Linked DNA regions of Zea mays: region 2 is linked to region 1. The links are chromatin contacts, called in public Hi-C maps. All regions are on one chromosome and are shown on one strand. Each heading gives the region's core, a stretch centred on a gene start, on an enhancer-like site or on the middle of the called end of the contact. The rest is flanking DNA. Distances are from core to core; before and after follow the strand shown.

The links. A called contact is a pair of places that touch in the nucleus more often than the background predicts.
Region 2: a Hi-C map of endosperm shows a contact between it and region 1, with 2.4 times the contacts expected there. The contact joins the promoter of LOC103647398 here to the promoter of LOC100501140 in region 1. A contact is called at or near these places in 3 of 25 Hi-C or Micro-C datasets (ear, endosperm and leaf).

The regions. Positions count from the first base shown.
Region 1 is chr2:183,591,488-183,597,457 of Zm-B73-REFERENCE-NAM-5.0, forward strand. LOC100501140 (AUGMIN subunit 5) reads right to left here and starts at 1,832. Exons shown (of 10, transcript NM_001195943.1): 1 at 1,253-1,832; 2 at 1-435. The coding sequence starts at 1,704.
Region 2 is chr2:183,721,406-183,727,236 of Zm-B73-REFERENCE-NAM-5.0, forward strand. LOC103647398 (malonyl-CoA decarboxylase, mitochondrial) reads right to left here and starts at 2,006. Exons shown (of 13, transcript XM_035965409.1): 1 at 1,317-2,006; 2 at 1,073-1,217; 3 at 891-981; 4 at 402-460; 5 at 57-134. The coding sequence starts at 1,846.

The DNA.
Region 1 (5,970 bases), core at 582-3,081:
TTTAGGGAATCCAATGCAACAAGTTTAACATATGTTGGTATTTCACCAACCAAGTCAATACCCAGCTTTTCTGCATCTAATTGGCAACTTGAATTAATGCCACACCCTTCAAATGCCGGGAATGAACTTCGAATTGTTTCAATCATATCCGCAGCAAGAGTTTCACATGCCTTCCGAATGCTCCTTTCACCTGCAGTTTCTAAAAGATCCTCTGGCAATCTATTGCTTTTGATAGTCGATGGGTAAAGATCATCTCTATCACTCTGCAATTGCATATCCACAAGAGCACCTGTAGCTCCAGCCACGCCTATACTTGATCTTCGCACGTCCCTTGCTTGGTTAACGAACTGATGTAGCCGGCGCTGGTATTCAGCAAATATTTTGTGCGCTTCATCGCATTGCTGTTCATATGCTTGGAGCATAACTTGCTTGTGCCTATTTTTAATTTTTTAAAAAAAATGTCAATTGTTGTAGATCTGCTACAAGCACACCATCACCACTTGGCACAATTTATATAAAGAAATAAGTGAAATTGCAAAGGATGGCGGGAGAAACACAAATGCAGTATCAGTATCACTTATTGTTTTCAAATAGATCATGTTAATGCTGACCATAAAACAACTATACCACCAACATTGACGCCGACTGCCTCTGTGTGTGAGCTCAACGGCCTTTTAACATGCTAGGAGTTGGGTATGACTTCTCATATGTCAGCAGGCTTACTACTAAGAATTTCATGGCTTATTAATGCAACAAGCCAACAAACACATAGAAATATGAATTTATTAGCACTTAAAAACTTTCAAAGGGATTGTCATCAGATGTTGGTATATGCACAAACACTGATTCCAGATGTAGACAATTGATAGGAATAGGAATATAAAGATAGTATTTGTTTTTTTACTAATGAAGGAACATCAAACTGAGTAGATTGTATAGATGGCGTTTTACTATGTGCCATCTTCTGGATTTCATATATCTGAAAACCCCTTTGTTCACACAAAAGTATAGTCCGTTCACAGCAAAGTATATTCCTATCAAACTAGGATTAACAATGATGTCAGCTTCCAAGCAATCATATCAATACAACGTGCACCATTATTTTTATTAGTGGAATAGTTACAGCCAGGAGCACCTACATCTTTTGTGCCATTTCTGAGAAGATTTTGTAAGCCCCAAAACTGAATACAAGGATGTAGCAACAATTAAATCGCCTAGAAGAACCCCACAATTCTGCTATAGTTTCAGGTACCTGGCATTGGAGCGCTCACCGAGGACGCGCTTGCGCTCCGCCTCCTCCCTGGCGACCTCCGCGATGCGCGCGCGAAGCTCCTTGCGCTGCCTCCTCACGATCCCACGCAACCGCTCGGCCTCCTCAGCGGCGAGGTCCCGCTCCCTCGCCTCGGCCTCCCTGGCCGCAGCGTCACCCGCGCCCGCCCCCATCGCTCCGCCCTCCCGCGCCCGCCGGGCCGCGACGCCGTGGACGAGGATATTGCGGCGCGCGGTGGCGACGGTTCGCTCGGAGCGGACGCGGCGGAGCAGGAAGGACCAGACGGGGATCATGTTGCCCCGGCAGATCTTGCGGAGCTGATCCGGTGCAGGAGGGGCCGAGGGGTACCCCATCTCGTCCTGCAGCCACTCGATGATGGCATCCGGGGAGACGCCTCCGGGGCCGCTACCCCCCGAGACGGAGGACGCGGGCATCGCTGCCGGCGGTCGCGCAAACCCTAGCCACGCGGCGCTCGATCTGGGGAGAGGGGATTGGGGTAGGGGAGGGTGGCTAGTGGCGGTAGAGGGAGGGAGTGCGAATGTTTTTTTGAAACTTTCTTGTGGGTTTGCGTTGGATCTGTCCGCTTGAACGGCGCTGGCCGGCTGTTTGCCAGTCGAGGTCGAGGACGGCCGTTGCGGGTGAGAGCCCTGTGTGAGTGTCAGTGTCGCTGCCGTGTGTCAGTGGACCATGGCACCTCTCTTTATTTTCTAGACAATTCAGAAATTATACTAATCCATTTTCATTTGGATATATTGAAGATATTAAAATTAAATTAGATCAAATATCAAATCTGTTAGTATTGGAAGTGAGTTTCAAATCATTTTTGTTTGAATGTATATGACTTACCATTCCATCCAATACCTAGAGTTTTGGCTCTGAATTAGACACTTTTTAGTTCAAGTACAATTCCAAAGAATTGAGCTTTAATTTCAGCTCTGAATTCTTTAGTAAGCCAAAAACAGGAATTCAGAATTCATGATTCCAATTCCCAATTTCATTATTAAATATCTACATCCAAACAGGGTATTATGTGTCACTAGATCCACATGTCATACATAAAAAAAATATCTCCTAAATATTATTCAATGACACATAAGTGACGAATATAAAATCCAATGGCATCTAGAAGATTTTTCTACGGGTGTCGGCTCTTCAATGGGTCTCTATCCTCGACAAAAGAAACATTATCACATTATTTTATATGACATTAACGGACACACTACATCCAATAACAATACATCACAAATAAATCTAAGAAAAAACATTATAATCATTCAAAACAATAAAAAAAGTAACACGTGGACTGGTGGGCAGGACAGCTGGTGGCTGATCGTTTAGGTTGTGTGGATGGGTGCTTAAAAGAGTTGTGAGATGTAGGATTAGTTGTTGGGCATATGGTATATTGGGCTGCACAGTGATTTTACTGCGTAAATTTTACCCATACGTATCTGGTTTGGATTATGCTTTTCCATACTCATACCCACCATATCCAATATGTGAATAATTTCTCCTAAATTTATATCCATGGGGATTAAAATCTTCACATACTCTAAGCTTAATAGAGGAATTATACATGGATTAACGGGTATCGGGTCTGCATTGGCACCTCTAAGTATACCTAACTCTCTAGTGATACACACCATCGGCAAAATCTACCCTCTTCTTTCCAAGATTATTGTTAAAGGGTGTTTGGTTCTGGGGACTAAAGTTTAGGCCCCTTTGAAATGTAGAAATTCTAAAGAAATCATACAGGAATTATTTATTTTTTAGGAAAAACATAGGAAATAACATTCCAAATAGGGCCTTAGTACGTATCACATGACATGTTTGAAAAGTTATTACGAGTATTAAATAGTCTAATTATAAAATTAATTACATAGGTGGAGACTAAACAATGAGATAAATTTATTAAGCCTAATTAATACACGGTTAGCAAATGTTTACTGTAGCATTATATGATCAAATCATAAACTAGTTAGGTTTAATAAATTTATCTTATCATTTAGTCATCATTTGTGTAATTAGATTTATAATTACATAATATTTAATATTTATGACCGGCATTCAAACATCCGATATGATATGGACTAAATTTTAATCTCTACTACTTATAAGTTAGCAATAGTAGTCTGCCTTTTTGTGTTCTGCCATTTTGCGATCTCAGCCGTCCATTCTACCTTTCTACAATCTCAGCCGTCCAATCCCGCACACCAGTTTTCCGCGCGCAGAAAAAAAATCAAACTGTGGCTGCCTAGGGATCGAACCTTGGATCTATTAAGTAGAATGCATAGCCTTCCACCCTCTACCAACATGACTCATGTTGAATTGTGTACAACTTCAACTAAAACGTCTTTTGTGTTTAACCCACCGTCCACTCTGTATGCTAACTGAGTCTAGAAAAACATTTATAGCTTGGCCCCTGATCTTTCTGGAATTTGGGACGCAGTCCAGGAAAATAAAGAAAATAGGGAAAACGAGTTTAGAAATTGATTTTTAGTTTAAAAATAATTGCAGAAACCCATTTAATTCATGGAAATTTCATATTAAATCCAAATGAGTTCATTCCAATTTCTATAATACCTCTGTTTTGTCATGAAAACAACAATAAAATTGATTTCCTAATTAATCATATATCAAATACATAGAAACTTTGGAAATTCGTAACTTCCCCATTTTAATTCCAAATTGAATCATTCCAGTTGTGTTAGTCTCGTATGAATATTTACTACGCAGTAACAACATTGATTATACCATGTTTCATACTTTTATAATTAGATATTTATTTATCCTATGTTAATTGGGTTAATCTATGTCTATTAGATTAATTTATTTAATATATTAATATAGTATTCTAACTTTGTGGTTATACGATGTTTGACCATTAGTCTTGCAAACACACACTTACCTTTTTGTTTAAGCAAAAGCGTATGGTGGTACGTGTCCAATGACTAACGATGTACGAGAGAATTTCTTCCGGTATGTGTGAAACGTGCTCTCCAATAATGAGATCATACAAATCGTGATATATATCAAAGTTTGCATGATACTGATGGTTGCAATGTAGTGGTGAAACAGATAGATTATAAATAACAAAATTTATGTATGGCCAGAATCACAAATTGATTATGAAACATTTTCTCATAACGGTATAACACATATTTTGTATATAAGTTATCGTAGTATACTGGTGTAACGCCCTGAATTTGGGGGTAGAATTTTTTCTTCTTTTCTCTCACCAAATTCGGGCGTTACTCTCTTTTCTCTTTCTTGTTTCGCTTCTTCTTCCCAATTTCAAAACCAGTATAGCGACAGGTGTCCGTGTCATGTATAAACCAAAACCTAAGTGTCATGGGTGTTGCATCATGCCGAAGCACATTTCTTTGTCTGATGTTGAGTGTTCGTCTCGTTCCGTTCCGGATTTCGGTTCGCGATTTAATTCCGTTTAGTGGTCCGCGCTCGTCGTGGGTTTTCGATCCGCGAAGTGGCCCGGCCCAGCCTAGCCCAGTCCAGCCCAGCCCAGCCGGCCCGACCCGCCCCGGCCTGCGCGCCCCTGGCGCCCAAACCCCCTATGCGCCCCCCTCCCCTCTCTCTCTCTCATTTGGATCTCCCGCGCAACAACCTCTCCTCTCCCTCTTCCACCTCTCTCTCCCCGTGGTGCCCTAGGATTTGGAGACGGCGATCACCGGATTTTGGACCCCGAGGTGAGCTCCCCTCCCCTTCCCTTCTCTCTCTCTCTCTCCCTCCTCTTCTTCCCCCCCCCCCCCCCCCCGCGCCCTCCCTCTCCCCCTGCCCGCGCGCGACCCCCGCTCGGCCCCCTCGGCGCGGCCCCCGCCCGGCCTCCTCGGCGCGGCGGCGCGGCCCCCGCTCGGCCCCTTGGCGCGGTGGCGCGGCCCCCGCCCGGCCTCCCTCCCAGGCGGCGCTCGGCCCCACCCCCTGCCCCGCCCCCGCCCCCGGCGGCGCTCGGCCCCGTCCCCGCCCCTCCCCCGCGCGCGGCGGCGCCCGCCCCTTCCCCGGCCGCGGCGGCGTCCGCCCGCCCCTGCCCGGCCCCGCGGTGGCGCTCCCCGCCCCTGCTCGGCCCCCGGCGGCGCTCGGCCCGCTCCCTGCCCCTCCCGCGGCGCGGCGAGCCCCGCTCGCCCGCGCGCGCCCGCGCGCGGCTCGGCCGCCCGCCTCCCGGCGAGCTCGGCCGCCCCTGACCGGTTCAACCGCCCCGGCCCCGGCCCCGGCCCCGGTCGCCCTGCCCCCGTCCCGGCCTCGCCCGACCGTGTCCCCGCTCGCCCGCGCTCGCGGTGATTATTTGTTAATTAGCGTGTTGCGTCGCGCGCTTTGCCGCGCGACGGATTTGTCTAATTTCATATTCTATCTGTGTGTTGCGTCGTGCGCTTCGTCGCGCGACGATCCATTTTTGTTTCAGGTTGTTTAAGGTGTAACGACGCGTGTGTATTCACGCGACGTTCCACTTTGGACTCAGTTTAGTCGACGTATGCCGTCGTGCGTTTCGTCGCGCGACGCTTAACGTCTCCTCATAACTAAGGCGAAGTGTCTCGTTGCGTGCTCGGTCGCGCGATGAGTCGTTAACTTCTTAATTTGTTTTAGAGAGCTTTGTCGCGCGTCTCGCCGCGCGACCATCCTTTTATTTATCTCCACCTGCTTATAATAATTAGACATGAAACATGACTTTACTTTACGCTAAACATAGTGTC
Region 2 (5,831 bases), core at 756-3,255, 130 kb after region 1:
AGCTAGTGCCTATAATAGAACTATATTTGTGAATTATGTTTAGCAACTTTGATCACCTGGGTTGACGATATTGAGTAAAATAGTGCACAACTAGCTTCAGATTCAGGAGTTGGGGGGTCATCCCACAAGACCTCCTACAAGATAAAAGAAGAGAATAAGGTGCTGCAGAGGAATATGATACCCATTTAATTGATAAAGAAGGGCAGACCTAGTGCTGGAGGCTCCCACATGAGCGGGGTCTGGAGAAGGGAAAAACCAAGGCAAGCCTTCCCCTTGCAAATGTGGAGAGACTGCTTTGAACCCGTGATCTGATGACTCAATTATACATCTATGACCAGCTCTAACCACTACACCAGACCTGCCCTTCTACCCATTTAATCGATATGAAAAAATTTAATAACCTGTATAGATGCTTCCATATCTTTGAGTAAAGCAACTTCAATGAAAATCAGTGGTTCCCCTAATGTTAAAAGAAGATAGTGAGAGCACTAAAAAAAGCCAACTGCAGCACAAGTAATATTGCAACAGCCGATTGCTGCACTCAACATCTTAACCACAAACAGTATAGATGCAAACATGCAGTCATACACTAATTTCGCCCTAATAGAAAATTATTATTTTTTAGATGATGGGAAAATTGATACATATTAGGATAAGGTGAACCTATAAACTAGATATCTGCATTAGATTAGGCACATTTGCAGAGTTACTTACAAAACTAGATTAGCTTGTAGCATGACTAGTAACAGTAGCCAGCAATACTCTAGAAGTTCAGAAAGCCACGACCAGTAAACAGACATTTTTGGCTTCACCGGCTTCTAGCTCTTCCATGTAAAGTATCAAAGAGCCCGAGCTGTTTGCATCTATGCCAAATGGGATCTCAATCCTACCTGGTATTGCTGGATGGAAGTACCCAAAGCATCGGCGACCAATGCCCAATCTTCTCTTCAAGTCTATCAGATTCCTGATTGGATGTACGGCCTAAATAATTGAACTCAAAACCATCAGTTGAAACACCGTAGTAACAATTCATGCTGCACCAAGCCAAATGAACGGGGAGCCGGTCACAAACTTCATATGCCACAATCTTCTCTAGCAACGAGGCAGGATCATCCCAGGTTATCTGGTGGAGCGTCAATGCAGCAGGACTAAGCCAAGTCACCAGTTTCTCCTTCAAGTACGAGTCCAGAGCCCGCAGCGCTGAAACGTTCTCCTCTCTGCATTGTAAAATTGAGATCAGACAGGGTCCCAGGCACCACAAATCCCCAAGTTTCTCGTAATGAAAATAAGGCAGTGTTAATTGCAATCAATCTCACCCCAGCAAGGCGAGGAGATCGGCACGGAGCACGGCGAGGAGCTTGAGCCCACCTGGCTGCGCGTTCATGGCCTCAAGGAATCCGGCGTACCGGGGCCGGAGTGCATCCCGGAGCCCCCTCTCCATCCGGTACAGGGCCGACGCGGCGCCCTCCTTCCCCTCCTCCGCCTCCACGTCATCCACGCCTGATGGTTCGGCGGAGGTGACGCTCATGTACTGTTTCATGAGATCCCGGACACGCGCGCGGGGCACATCGTAGTCGACGGCGAGGGAACGGAGGACCTCGCGGCGCCCGACAAGGTCGAGGGAGCGGTACCCATCGGAGAAGCTGTCGAGCGCCGCGGGGGGCGGGGAGGCGGCGGAGGCAGATACGTGGAGCCAGTGGCTGACGGAAGCCACAAGCGGGGCGGCGGGGTCGGGGTCCGTGGGCGGCGGCGGAGGGGTCGGCGGAGGCGGGGAGGAGATGGGATTGGGCTGCATGCGGGCGCGGAGGACGACGGCGAGCGACTTCGATATGTTGTGTCTTGTCATGTGACGCAGCCGTGGTCGTCGCTGGCGAGGCGGCTGAAGGCCGGAGCCAGGGAGGGTGACGGCGCCGGTGGTTGCGTTTTCGCGGGCGGTGCCGCCGTGCCGCGGTGCCAACTTTTGCGGTTGGGTTCGGCCGGTGACCGGTAGGTGTCGCGCTGTCTCCAGCAACGTCCACTAAATTTGATCCTCTAAAGAAATATTCTTTGTCCTTTACAGCACTCTCTAATAAGGCGTTTGGTTTGAGGAATGAGCTAATCCATCATCTTCTCATTCCTCACTATTTTTGTTTGGTTTGTGGAATGGAATGAGTTGATGCATCACCACCTCATTCCTCATAGTTAGTTAGTTAGTACTAATATGAGTAATGGGGTCATCCCACCAAATTTGAGGAATGAACTCATGATGCATCACCTCAATTTGAATGTAGTGATTCCTTAAACCAAACATCTCATAAAACATTCTATACTCTATATCTTCTTCATCTCCAGCAATATCCCCTAAATTCCATCCTCTATATCAACAGTGTACTAGATTTGACATTCTATATTATTTTTTACTACTCGTCACCACGTGAGCGTACATGCACAAAAAAGGTGTACAGTGTATAGAGCACCCTCTACAGATAGATAGAGACGCATGCCATCCTCTAAATTTTAGAGGACGCTTTAGAGTTCCTTACTTTCGGCGTTTCGGGACCGGAGGGTCCCTGGGCCGATAAGTGAAATGTCGCCGCGTGCCCCAGCCCAGATGGGTCGGCGCGAGACGAGGCGCGAAGGGGGGAAGAACAGGCGGCCGGAGTGAGAGAGAGAGGTGGAAATCCCGCGGCCTTCGTGTTTGTCCCGTGCCCGGGTCGGGTGTGCTTGCAGTAGGGGGTTACAAGCGTCCACGCGGGAGGGGGAGCGAGCGGCCTCACGCGAGCGCCTGTCCCGTCCTCTTCCCCGCGCGGCCAACCCTCTGTAAGAGGGCCCTGGTCCTTCCTTTTATAGGCGTAAGGAGGGGATCCAGGTGTACAATGGGGGTGTAGCAGAGTGCTACGTGTCTAGCGGAGGAGAGCTAGCGCCCTAAGTACATGCTATCGTGGCAGCCGGAGAGGTTTTGGCACCCGGTTCATGTGGTGTCGTGGCCGTCGAAGGAGCGCTGGAGCCTGGCGGAAGGACAGCTGTCGGGGCTGTTGAGTCCTTGCTGACGTCCTCTTGCTTCCGTAAGGGGGCTGAGAGCCGTCGTCGTCATAGAGCGTGCGGGGTGCCATCATTACTTGTCTGGCGGAGCGAGCCAGATGGGACGCCGGTCTTGTTCCCCGTAGCCTGAGCCAGCTTAGGGTAGGGTAATGATGGCGCCTCCTGTTGACGTGGTAGGTCCGCGCCCTAGGTTGGGCGATGTGGAGGCTCCTCCGAGGTCGAGGTCGAGTCTGTCTTGCGTGGCCGAGGTCGAGTCCGAGCCCCTGGGTCGGGCGAGGCGGAGACCGTCGGCTGAAGCCAGGGCTAAGTCCGAGCCCTGGGGTCGGGCGAAGCGGAGTTCGTCGTCTTCTGGGCTGAGCCCAAGTCAGAGCCCTGGGTCGGGCGGAGCGGAGTTTGCCGTCTTCCGGGGCTGAGCCCTAGTCCGAGCCCTAGGTCGGGCAGAGCGAAGTTCGCCGTCTTCCGGGGCTGGGCCCAAGTCCGAGCCCTGGGTCGGGCGGAGCGGAGTTCGCCGTCTTCCGGGGCTGAGCCCGAGTCCGAGCCCTGGGTCGGGCGGAGCGGAGTTTCCTATGGTGCCTGAGGCCGGGCCTGACTGCCTGTCAGCCTCACTCTGTCGAGTGGCACAGCAGTCGGAGCGGCGCAGGCGGCGCTGTCCTTCTATCAGGCCGGTCAGTGGAGCGGCGAAGTGACTGCGGTCACTTCGGCTCTGTCGACTGGAGGACGTGTGTCAGGATAAAGGTGTCAGGCCGCCTTTGCATTAAATGCCCCTGCGATTTGGTTGGTTGGCGTGGCGATTTGGCCAGGGTTGCTTCTTGGTGAAGACTGGGCCTCGGGCGAGCCGGAAGTTCGTTCGTCGCTGGAGGGGGGCCTCGGGCGAGATGGAGATCCTCCGGGGTCGGCTGCCCTTGCCCGAGGCTGAGCTCAGGCGAGGCGTGATCGAGTCCCTCGAATGGACCGATCCCTGACTTAGTCGCACCCGTCAGGCCTTTGCAGCTTTGTGCTGATGGGGGTTACCAGCTGAGAATTAGGAGTCTTGAGGGTACCCCTAATTATGGTCCCCGACAGTAGCCCCCGAGCCTCAAAGGGAGTGTTAACACTCGCTTGGAGGCTTTTGTCGCACTTTTTTGCAAGGGGACCAGCCTTTCTTGGTTGCGTTTTGTTCCGGTGGGTGCGCGCGAGCGCACCCGCCGGATGTAGCCCCCGAGGCCTCACAGGAGTGGTTTGACTCCTCCGAGGTCTTAATGCCTCGCGCAATGCTTCGGCTGGTCTGGTCGTTCCCTCATGCGAGCTGGCCGTAGCCCGGGTGCATGGTCGGGTCCCAAGTTCTCGGGCTGGTAAGTTGACGCTGTCAACGATTTGGCCAGAGCCGGGTTTGCGAGAGCAGCCCCCGAGCCTCTGCACAGGGCGAGAGGACGGTCAGGGACAGACTCGACTTTTTTACATACGCCCCTGCGTCGCCTTTCCGCAAGGAGGAGGGGGGAAGCGCCATGTTGTCCTCGAAGGGCGCCGAACATGGTGTCTCCGGTGAGCTGCTGGCGGGTAATCCGAGCGGACGTCCGTGCCCCATTTGTTAGGGGTCGGCTAGAGGCCCAGAGGCGCTCCCAAAAGTACCTGCGGGTGATCTGCCGGACCCGGTCCCCTGTCGACGGGGTCCGAGGGCTCGATGCCTCCCTCTGATGGGATTCCATTACAAGATCGTTCCCGCTGGTCTCGGAAATGTCCTAGGGTACCTCGGGAGCGTAGCCCGAGCCTTGGTTATGTATCGAACGTACCCAGGGTCATCCCTCGCTCTATGTCTGAGGCGGATGTGAACCCTTCGAGGGCCAGCCTTCGAACCCCTGATCAGTAGTGGGCGCGGAGCCCGAGTGGCCTGAGGCAGCCGTTGAACCCTTCCGAGGGGCCGGCCTTCGAACCTCTGACCAGTAGTGGGTGTGGAGCCCACGCGCTCTGAGGCGGCTGTTGAACCCCTCCGAGGGGCCAGCCTTCGAACCCCTGATCAGTAGGGAGGCTCGGAGCCTGTTTCCTTCACGGGGAAGGATCCTTTTTGGGGTATCCCCCTTTCCCGGTCCCTGTTGTAAGAGAGAGAAAGAGGAAAAGGAAAAGGATACGAAATCGAATGACGCAGCGTACCTTTTTGGACGCGGTCGTTATGGCGAAGGCGAAGCGTCGCTTGCTTCTCCTGCCAGAGGCGCCGCCTGTCCCGCCGCGGAGTTAATGCGACGGAGTGGGCGGTTCGCGGGGTGGCCGTTGCGCGTGCGCGAGCCGTTCGAGGAACGGAACACAGGCGCGCCGTCTTCACGCCGTGAGAGAGGGTTCTCTCACTGCCCCAGGATGGGACGTGGGCTTGTCTGACGACGTGACCGCTGCTCCTGCCCGCCTGCCACCGCCATTACTGCCGGCCCATTTTTGGCCGTATTGACCATCGCGCCTGGCTGGCACTGTTGGGTCGTACGCAGGGTTGCCTCGAGTCGCGGTACTGGTTCCGCAGTCGAGGAGGCGTGGCAGTGGTGCGAGTGGCGGTGCAGTTGCTTGCACGTAGCGACCGGCGCGCCGGTGGCGTGACGCGTGGGCGTGGGCCCCCGTGCTGGGTGCGTTGGAAGTCGGAGGGACGCGCCCACTTGGCGCGGTTGCATGCCGCCTGCATGGCTGCCCGCCCTTTCGCCCGCTGGTCTGGGCAAAAGCGGAGGAATGCTCGTAACCGTTGGGCGGTTGCATGCACCGCGCGCGGCGGTTTGGCTTCTTCTGCTCTGGGCCAGCTTGCATGACGCGTGGGACCCAGCCCCCGCGCCGTAGGGGGAGGACCTTGGAGCGTG